2 separate regions of the Mus musculus genome follow, and region 1 is linked to region 2. A link is a contact called in public HiChIP or PLAC-seq data. All regions are on one chromosome and are shown on one strand. The core of a region is the stretch at or near the end of the contact, and the rest is flanking DNA. Distances in the headings are between cores, read along the strand shown.

The links. HiChIP or PLAC-seq counts read pairs in DNA pulled down with a chosen protein or histone mark.
Region 1: an H3K27ac HiChIP or PLAC-seq map of trophoblast stem cells shows a contact between it and region 2, with 9 read pairs. The contact joins two enhancer-like sites. A contact is called at or near these places in 2 of 15 datasets of contacts at CTCF or cohesin (CD8 T cells and large pre-B cells), 34 of 484 Hi-C or Micro-C datasets (B cells, CD4 T cells, CD8 T cells and 24 more), 12 of 115 datasets of contacts at active chromatin or transcription factors (the 230-238 cell line, the HPC-7 cell line, the NIH/3T3 cell line and 8 more) and 1 of 9 other capture datasets (macrophages).

Annotation. Positions count from the first base shown.
Region 1 is chr17:3,201,512-3,206,789 of GRCm38.p6, forward strand. No RefSeq gene overlaps it. Among named protein-coding and RNA genes, the nearest start is that of Gm34035, 79 kb to the right of the region's middle. Within about 2 kb of position 3,475, at least 58 of the 459 cell types and tissues checked have an H3K27ac peak or open chromatin away from gene starts, as enhancers often do. A contact at or near this core is called in trophoblast stem cells, where this site is marked.
Region 2 is chr17:3,075,677-3,081,037 of GRCm38.p6, forward strand. It overlaps the pseudogene Pisd-ps2. Among named protein-coding and RNA genes, the nearest start is that of Gm25909, 20 kb to the left of the region's middle. Within about 2 kb of position 3,350, at least 17 of the 459 cell types and tissues checked have an H3K27ac peak or open chromatin away from gene starts, as enhancers often do. A contact at or near this core is called in trophoblast stem cells, where this site is marked.

The DNA of each region.
Region 1 (5,278 bases), core at 2,225-4,724, 130 kb after region 2:
AAGCTCCATCCACTCTTTGGCTGTGGGTGTCTGCATCTGTCTAGGTAGAGCCTCTCAGAGAATTACGTGCCCTGTCTACAATCATAACAGAGTATCATTAATAGTGCCAGGGATTGGTGCTTGTCCATGGGATGGGTCTCTAGTTGAGTTCGTTATTGGTTGGCTATTCCCTCAGTCTCTGCTTCATCCCTTGTGCCTGCATTTGTTGTAGACAGGATATATTTGGGGTTGAAAGTTTTGTGGGTGGGTTGGTGTTTCTATCACTCCCCTGGGGTTCTTGCCTGGCCACAGGAGGCAGCCTCTTCAGGCTTCATGTCCCCAGTGCTGTGAGTCACTGCCAAGGACACCCCATTGATTCTTGGGCACCTCCTCTATCCCAGGTCTCTGTGTCCTCCTGGAACAACCCCCCCCCCCCATCAGTTGCAGATTTCCATTAATTCTCATGGCCATTCAGCAATCCCCCTACCTCTCCCCACACCTGATTCTGAACCCCACCAACACTCCCCTCCCAATCTCCTCTTCCACCCAGTTCCCTCCCTCCATCTTCCTCTTAAGACTATTTTATTCCCCCTTCCAAGTGAGACTTGAGCATCCTTGCTTGTGCCCTCCTTTCTCTCCAGCCTCCTTGGATCTGTGGAGCGTAGCATGGGTATCCTGTATTTTATGGCTAATATCCACTTATAAGTGGAATACATATATATGGTGCATGCCCTTTTGTGACTGGATTACCCCACACAGGATGATATTCTCAAGATCCATCTATCTCATCGAGTCTTTGTTTTTCATAAATAGTATTCCATTGTATATATGTACTAAAAAAAACTTAAAAATAGTGAATCTCATTGGATAAAATGCTGTTAATTGCAAGCAATACTACTCAGAAATGGGAAATGTTTCCAGTAAAATATACAATGACTGTAAAATAATTCCTAACTCAGAACAGAATCAAAGAAAAAGGGAACATACAAAGTAGACAGTCGACAGATTAGTGAACATGTGTGAATTACTATAGTGAGCGAATTGAATGCATTTCTTGCCCATCTATTCTAGCACCCGTCCACTCTGAGCACGTGATTTCAAGGATATTATATTTTCCTCACTGTGTTCAGATGGGTATGCGTGATCTTTGAACCAAGACATTTTATATTCAATTAAAATATTTTTGCTGTACCCTATGTGCCTTTATATTAATAGTAAGACATTATTTAGTAGGTGCTGTGTTAGTAAACTATTTCAGCACCTTTTAGATTTCTCCCTTTGTACACAAGTATTGTGCTTACATACTGCATAAAGATGAGAGCATGTATCATTTTTAAGGCAGGCAGATAAAGCACTGAATTATTTAATCACAGATGCTGCAGTGTGACATAGGATTATGTTCTTCCCAAGTGTTCTTGCTGTGGCTTTTGTATAAAATGCAGCATCTTTTAAACTGTGTGAGCTGTGGGCACTACAAGTGTGAAGGTCACGTCTAAAGGAAAACAATCATTTAATGAAAGATTAGCAATGATACTCTGATCCAGCACAGCTTACTTACAGGAAGGATCAATTTAATGTCAGTACACACACAAAGTGATTTGAGTGTGCTGCTCCCTGTGGTCCCCACTTTCTCGGAGCTGTTAGCAGTCATTGTGTGGCTCCGACTTGTAAGAGGCTTCATGACACACCCATAGGTACGTGTGCATGAGTTACCGTAGACACACCTTCCACTGTTTAATCCTACCTACTTTCAAATCTATATTGAATATGTTTCTTCCCCTTCTAGTTGTTAGGTCAGGGTCTCACGCTGATAGTTAAGGCTGGGCTTGAACTCATGACAATCCCCCACCCCCACCCCCGCCCTGTTCTTATATAAGTGTTCACTAGCCACTATACCTGGTTTACACACAGCACTCTCGAAATTGTTTTCTACTATTCTGATCTTTAGACTGTTTCCAGCATTTAATACCTTAACTAGTGGAATGCCGTGGAACACAGGCCACTCAGGATTCTGAAAGAAGTAAGCTCCTAAGTCCAACCAGAGTCACATAAAATATTCTAGTTTCATAGAATTACCTATAGTGGTATAGAAAGCAATACATTTTGCCAGTTGATGCTGGAGGGTGACTAAAATGTAGAGTAGTCATCATAGTTTAAGTTCATACTTTAAAAGTGAACTATTGCACCAAGAAAGACCTGGAAACAGAACCATGAAATGACTATAGGAAACATTTTCTTTACTTACACAGGCTTTATAGACTAGTTCAAGTTTTTACTTTATCTTGACAGATTATAATTGTTAAATTGGTCAGAAACTGGCCTCAATGCCATTAATAGGACTACATAGATGGTCTGTACATGAGGAACTAACACAAGTCAGTGGTTTCTCTAGGCTCCTTGCTTAGACTAAGCTCCCCTTACCCTTCTTTGTTCTAAAAATTATCAACGATTGAGAACAAAGACCTGGAGGCTCCTTTCCTTCCCTCCCTCTCTCCTTCTCAGACATTCTCTCTTTGCTTTTATATCGAAGGGGGAAGAAGGTGTAATTGTATAAAATGTTAGATGCTTTAGGCTGTAAACTGAGACTACAGTTGCTCATGGCCAGATGTGTGGTTTAATGGCTATGCACATTGTCCCTTGAGGCAGTCTATAGGGACTTCCCCCCCAGGTACTGGAATCCACAAAGGTTCAGTTCAGTCTTCATTCCTTCTGTGTACATTAGGTCATCTCGAGGTTACTTTTAATGCCAAGACCGATGTGATAACAGTGCTGTTAGGTACTGCACCCTGTTGTTAAGGGAATAGGGTCTGTCTGTTCAGTAGGAGCCTTGCTTTCCTCCCCACTCCCCAAATACTTTCATCTGAAATTGCTGGAATCCACCAGAGTAGAATTTCTGAACACAGGGGACTTGAGTACAAATGCTCTGTCTACTGCCCTCTCTGCCTCTATTGGGATGGGTTTTGCCTTTCCCAGCAGTCCTGGCTATAGTGGGGCAGGCCAACTGAAAACTGGCTTTCACTGAAGGTGGGTTGGTTTCTCTGTCCTGGTCTTTAGGCTGCTTCCAGCATTTTAATACTTGTGGAATGTTGTAGAACACAGGCCACTCAGGAGTCTGAAGTAGTAAGATCTTGAGTTCAACTGGAGTCACATAACTAGTCCACGCCTTTAAAACAACAGCAACAACAAAAACAGATAATAAGCACTATTTTAAGTTTTCTGTTTTGTGAATGATAAGTTGAAGAAAAGAGAAGGTGGCTGTGGGGACAAAACCCAACAATTTTGGAACACATTTTGAAATAATGCATTTAAAATAATAATTTAAAATTAATGCTGTTCAGTTTTAAAAACTGGCCTTAACAGTTGCTAGAATGTCTTTGGGCAAGGTACGGGACCTCTAGTCCTTAACTTCTTCACAGCTAAACAGTCTTCATCACTGAAGAGACCTGTAGCACTCAGCGCCTGCACTGTGCTGGGAAGCTGAGTAACTGCATCGTGGTGTGATGCAACCCTGGGAAGTAGGCTTTGTAGTATCTGCTCTGCTTAACAGAAACTTAGCTCACAGTTGTAAGTGGCTTCCTTAAGTCTCATAATACGATTTTGAGCAAAGTTTGAAATCCTGTTAGCAGATTTAGGAATGAGTGTATTCCACTTCAGCAAATGCCAGGCTATTTAGGATTTACAGTTGCCTTAGCCACTGAAGTTCCCCTTTTGTGGTCGCACGTGTACATTGCTATTCCTCCTTTTGCAATATGTAAGAACTCACTCTATATACTTGATGGTTTTTAAGTGATGTTCTTTCAACTGATCTGAAGGCAGACTTACACTGCACCAACGCTAAATAAGGTTTTTTTTACAAAACACTTTGCTCACAGATAAAATGTGAAAGCTCTCTTTCATTTTCCTTTCCTCCTTATGGATGCTTTGTAACTAGTGAGGACTTACGCAGATATGCATTGAGGATGTGAGTTCCACCACTTGTAAAACTCAGCCTTTTAGTTACTGTGTCTATAATCAGGATTTAGTTTTCTTATATCAAACCGTGCTGTTCACAGTCCACTGAGCTTAGATTAAGCAAAGTGCTTGTGGTTTTGAATGGGTAACTGTGTACATTCGGAATTATTAATGCTTACCTGCTGCTTGAATTCACACAGTGTAGACAGTAGTCTTTGTACTTTGCAGTGATGGTTAATTTGCAGTTATTTTACCTTATTTAAATACATAACTGGGCCAGGCGTGGTGGCGCACGCCTTTAATCCCAGCACTCGGGAGGCAGAGGCAGGCAGATTTCTGATTCGAGGCCAGCCTGGTCTACAAAGTGAGTTCCAGGACAGCCAGGGCTATGCAGAGAAACCCTGTCTCGAAAAAACAAACAAAAAACCATTACTGGATTCCTCAAATAATCAAGTTAACAAGCCAGTCTCGTATGAACTTGGTCTACATCATGTCCTGACAACAGTTTCCAGAGTCATCAAGTCAGTGACGAAATATTGGCTGTGCTACTGCCCAGTCTTCCCCTCAGAAGACATGCTCGTGTCATTTGTTAGGTAAACTTTGTTTCTGCTAATCTTAGCAAATCCAGTTATTTTTATGATTATTACGTGAAATAAATGTTACTTTGCTATGCTTTGATAATGGGGCATTTCCTATGTCACTGAAGGACAGTTCTTATGTTAGCTGTGGTAATAGTAAAACCTGACTTGTCCTTTCCAGTGTTGAAGGCTAGTTCCGTCCATGTGCTGTGTAAGCTAGACCTGCTGCTCTGTGGCTTGAATGTGGCTTTGAGCCTTTTAGAAAGGAGCAGTAGTGTCCCTGTCATCACTGAAGACTTGCAAGGGGTGCTAATGCTTTACTGGGGCCTCTTGTGGATCTGGTAGTCTCGCAGTTGCTAGCCCCAATAGTTTGTGACTGTAAGTTTTGTCATTACAGGCAGAGAAGGGCTTGGAGAAAAAAGACAGTTTTAATCCCTATGTGGCAAGCATTGTACTCAGTTTATCTACAGACAGGGTCCCACAGTTCAGATAGCTCTGTTCCTCTTAAAGGAGACAGTGCCCTTACAGTTTGCATGTGTGACCTCTCCCACTCAGGCCTCTCACCTCAGAACTGTGCTTTTGAAATGTGCGTGCTATTAAGTAGACCATGTTGATTACCCTGAGCTGCTGTAACAAATAGCAGGAAGTAGCAGTTGGGGTGGTGTGCCAGCAAAGCCCTGCCTTTCCTGAAGGCTCTGGAGACAAAGCCCTCTCCTGCTCCTTCCGACAGTGCTCAGGAGTCCCTGAGCTATCTTGGGAGTTGCAGATTC
Region 2 (5,361 bases), core at 2,100-4,599:
TGTGGGTGGGGCCTAAAGACCTGTGGGCAGGGCCTTAAGGCCTCTGGGTGTTGCCAAATGTCTGTGGGCATGGCTTATAGAAGTGTGTGTGGTACCTAAAGTCTGTGTCCGGGGCCTAAAGGCCTGTGGGCAGTGCCTAAAATCTGTGGGCGAGGCCTACAGGTCTGTGAGCGGGCCTAAAATCTGTAAGCAGGGCTTAAAGGCCTGTGGGTGGCGCTTAAAGTCTATGGGCCATCCCTAAAGTTTATTTGTGAGGGTGGGGGGGGGTGCCTAGAGGCCTGTGGGCGGAGCCTGAAATCTGTGCTGGGGCCTAAAGGCCTGTGGGCGGTGCCTAATGTCAGTAGGCAGGGCCTAGAGGTCTGTGGGCAGGGCCAAAACCTGTGTTTAGTGCCTAAAGACTGTGAGTGGTGCCTAAAATCTATGGGCTTGTAAAGTCCTGTGGCTAAAGTATGTGGGTGGGGTCTAAAGACCTGTGGGCGGTGCCTAAAGTCTGTGGGCCATGTGGCCTTCTCTAGGAAGACAGTGGATCCACAGTCTGTGTCCAGCAGGCACCTCACCCTGTGCACAGTGAGAGAGCCCTGTGATGGGTGAGGGCACAGTTAGAGGATGTGGTAGTACACAGCCAGGAGTTAGGGATGGGAGGCTCTGGCTTGTACAAAATTTTAAAACACCCCTGAAAGTGACTTTGGGGTCAAATCACACCCACCCATACTCTGAAAAGGGGCCTAGGTCCTGAGAGACCCAGAACCTCTCCTCTGTACCCATGGACAGGCAGGAATACATCATTCAGGTCTTATAAGGTCAGCCCCACAGTGCCCCTCACCTAGACATCCTGGGGCTCCGCTGAAGACCCTCATGCTCCTGTGTGGAAAGATCCTTTGGCAGCCACAACCAAGAGGACTAAGGGAGCTCAGTGCTTCCCCAAAGCAGATCTTCTGTCCTGCCTTCAGCCTCAAGTTGAAGTCCTTGGGTGCCTCGAAGATGAGCACGATGGTGGAGCTCAGGTTGAACTCGCCCAGGGGCTCACCCTTGCGCATGGGAATGCCCTCCTTGTTGGCGTGTGTGTAGGAGCCCTTGCTGTACCTGGGGCTGTTTGTGTGCAGGTCCTAGGAGCAAGAAGGAAAAAGCTAATTAGCCTTCTTGCCTGTCTTCAACCCTGCCCAGCCCAGGTGGCAGAGACAAGCCTCTCAGGGCAAAGGCCTAACTAATCAACACTCCCAGTATCAGCTGTGACTTTGACAAGGAGGAGCGGGGGTCAGATATAAACGCTGAAAGGCTAGTGCCAGCAGCAGCCATTAAAACCTAAAAAGGCAGAGTGGGTACCAGATTTTCTCACCCAAGTCAACTCTACCCTCCTGCAGGCTCCATCCTTGCCTCTGATCAGGGATCCTGGCAGAAGTAGTGTGTTAGGATGTGGGATTGGTTCAGGCAGGTGAATGGCCACAGATTGGGCAACAGGGAGAGGGAGGCTGAGCTGGTATGGGTGTCTGCAGAGCCCAGCCTGGTCAGAGCTAGAACATCCCTCCCGCACTACAAAATGTATAAGCCCAAAGGTAATGCTGTACAGCAAATGAAGTGGTTGGACCCAAGAGATTTAGCCTGTGGGCTTTGCTCACTCAGTTAAAGTGGATACGGATAGAGCCCACATTGGTGGCTCCCACTGCTGTCAACGAGAAGAACCCATGTTTCCAGTCTCCAGTTAGGACTCTTTGTGACAAAAGAGCTCTTTGATCCATCGGGCCATGCCAGGGTTCACTGACATCAGGGAACCTGAAGAGACAAGAGAATATGCTACTTTCTGCTCAGCCCCTGACATGTTCACATCAGAATGGCCGAAGAGCCACAGGGACTCACAGGCCAAGCGTTCCAAATTCTAAGCAGGACCCCAGATACCCTCGCCTATAGCCAGCCACCTCAAGAAGTCCTCTCCTGGCCTTGACGACACCAGCCTCAAGCCCAGTCCTCCCAAGTCAAAAGGCCAAGGGCCTCTAATGCCCACCCCTGGGCAGACCTGGGAAGTGGCACCGATGTGAGACGGTCCAGTCAGTGGGGGAGTGGAAGCAGTGGTAGTCTCCTGGGGCCAGGTAGATGACTCAGTGGTAGAGCGCATTCCCTTCTCGGGGGACCAGCTGGTTTCTGAAGGAGTCACTGGAGGAAGCTATTGGGTGGGACAGAAAGAAGGCCTGGCTTTTGGACAAGCTCCAGGTGCCATTCATCCCACAGTGAGCACCTGTACATGGCCTGCATGTAGCCTAGCTGGGGGCTCCAATAATGACTTTTGGCTACATAGCAGCCTGCTGCCCCAAAGCTTGCCCAGCCTTTATTCCCTCAGCCCCCTATGCCTTTTGTTACTAGCCTTTGCTGTCTACCCCAGCTCCAATCCTGACTTGCCGCAGACCCTCTGGGCCCCTTTGTCTGCGTGGAACGGGTCTCTCGTCTCGGGTGGGCAAAACGTCGGATGAGTAACAAACAGACACACACAGGAGAGTTTGTGTTGGATCTGAATGTAATGTCAAATCGAGCATCACACTTTTTATACAGAAGACAATAAGGAAATTGGGTGACACACTCGAAAGGTACAAAGAGGTTACTGGATTCTTACATAAAACAGAGGAATGTAAACACAGAAGGTCTAACAGGAACCACCTGGGATAGAATTCATTGTTAACAACTGGGATCAAAAAGGGCTCCACCTAAGATTCACTTAATCTTAGAAGCCAGGGTCAAGGGCTTCATGCCCTTGCCATAGTTCCTATTTTAGTCTATTGTATAGTCCACCTTCCCCTTAGGCCATTGTAAATACTTGTGTATGGGTGTAACTCAGAGATAGTCTAGAAGCCAGGTGTGAGGTCTTTACTCTCCTAGGGCAAGGGCTTTTACACCCAAGTCATGGTTCTAACTAGGGAGTTCTGTTCTAGCTAACCATCTCATGAATAATGCAATACTCTAAAACCACAGCCCGATCTACTTCCTAAACCATTGTAAATTCCTGTATATGGGAGCTACTTGGCTTTTATTAATAGTGTAATACCAGAGGCTATTCTGAATGTCACTGTCTAGCTCAAGGACGTTCTAGGACTGTTGGAACACTGGCAGAAGGCTTTAGCTATGTCAGAATTCAATCTTAAAAGGCACTTATAATAAAGAGAGCACAAGGATCCATCCACTAGACTAACGCGGGAATGGAAAATTTAGAGAGCACGCCAGACTCCAGGAGCGAGTTTCCGTGAAACTCTTTTTGCTTCATGAGCAGCTTTTAGGCATCCCTGCCTGACAAACTGACTCGACCTGAGTGCCGTGGTACTGACTAAGCAATGACCCACCTGGAGGGAAGGGCAGGTCTTCTGTACTGGCTCGAGGGCCCAGGAAGGACTCCAAGGAGTAGGTTACGCCCTTTACCTGCTCCACCTCAGAGTTCTTCACCTGCCCAAAGGTGAGGATCTTGCCATTTGATGGGCTGGTCTGGAGGAGACAGAGTTTTGATGGTAAGGAGGGGGAAGTCCTCACCTTCAGTGGCTCCCCAAACTCTACCACCTGCCAAGTCCTCAGGGAGCTCCAGTCCAGGTCAGGAGGGAGCCTCCCGGAGTGCCACGGCCATGCGGTGCTGCTAAGCCTGGCTTAAAGGCAGACAAGGGTTTCATTTCCTAATGAAGAATGGAGACAAGAGCCAGGCCTTACCACACAGTGCAAATCGCAGACAGGCTGTGCCTGAGGCTTCAGCTTACGCCAGAAGAACTCGCTGAGGTTGTGGTAGTGGTGCAGGTCCTCCACTGCAGCCTCAGTCATGTTCACCCCAAAGGTCCAGATATACAGGCTGTAGACTGGCCTCCGGAGCCAGTAAGGAAGTTCTACTTGGTTGAGGCGACCACAGGCACGTGACAGCAAACGAGTTGGCACAGTTTTATACAGGAACACCTGTAGACCACAGTGCAGGAGGCTGAGTTGGTCACATATTTGAGTACTTTCATACACTCCAAACCCCCATCCCCACATGAGTGAGAGAGAAAGAAACTCTACAGACGCCACCACGAAGGCCCAAGTGTTCAGGCTGGTTTGTGAGGTGGCTGTTTCTCAGAAGGAACCAGACTGCTCACCAAATACTCAAAACAAGGCTGGATATACATGTAGCCTGTATCATTTTTGCTATAGCACACAAAGGTCAAAGAGCAGCTGCCTTAATCCCAGAGGTGGAGACTGGGCTGTATAGCCTTGGTTCTTACAAATGGAAGATGAGGACAGAAACAGACCTGGTGCAAGCTTGAAAGACCACCAAGAGGCATGCTGCCCTTGTGCCAGCTAACTGCCCACATTCCAGACCACTCAAGAAGGCATCAGGCTCCCAAGGGCAGCCCTACAGTCCTGAGCATCCTCTTCAAAAGGAAGCAAGGATGGTGTTTTCACTCCCAGATATACATCACCCTGCCACATATGCACCTGAGCAAGCCCATGGGCTCTCCACAGAGGCAGGAGGAAGCTCTCTGTCACCTGTCTAGTACAGAGCACCAGGAGGTAGGTACTAGTCCCACTTTCAGGCCAGAGGGTCCTGCAGAGCACTTGAGCATCTGCCACCACTGCTGCACCAACAGCACCAACTCCCTTAGGAGTAAAGTAATTTTACCAAGTTTCAACAGACCTTCCCACACTAAGTCAGTGTCTTCTGACTGATGTTTAGTGACTTGGACAGAGCAATACCATCAAGTGGCCCCAGGCTATGCTCTAGTGTCTAGTATACTTCCTTGGGCTTTTGTGGTGCCTACCTAGGCTACCAGTGTCCTAGAAGCAGGGCTTCCTTTTTGGAGTCAGTCTGTCAAGAAGCTGAGTGAGAGAGAACCTTCCGGTACCTGCTGGCCAGGGCCTGCCTGAGATGCTGCCTGTGCAGTCCTCACCTCAAGCATGTACTCCAACTAACAGGCCCAGCCTGGCTACAGCTTCCTAAACCACCCTCTGCTGGCTAGACTCTGCTTGGTCTTTTTCTTGCAATCACCTGTTTTCTTCTGCATGTGGAAACCAGTGGCATTGTTTTCTGATTGACAAAACCAGCGAGTTCTGAACTGTCACAGGGCTGCCAACCAAACAACCTTCTCACACATATTATTCATGAGTGCGGTCTCTGATAAGTTGTTTCCTTCTCTGTGCTTCCCCTTCAGGCCTCTCTAGGGAGGATCATGGCCAGGAGGCCTATTTACACTTACCCTGCTCAGGGGCCTCCATCCCACCTGGCTGTGGGGCCTGAGCACACGGAAGGGCAGGAGGTAGTAGAGGATGGTCAGCAGCCAGGAGCGCAGTTTCAGAGCAGGTCTGGACATGCAGCTCAGCTGGCCTAGCCTCCGCCATAGGGCCAGCTGGAGAAAGTACAACCTG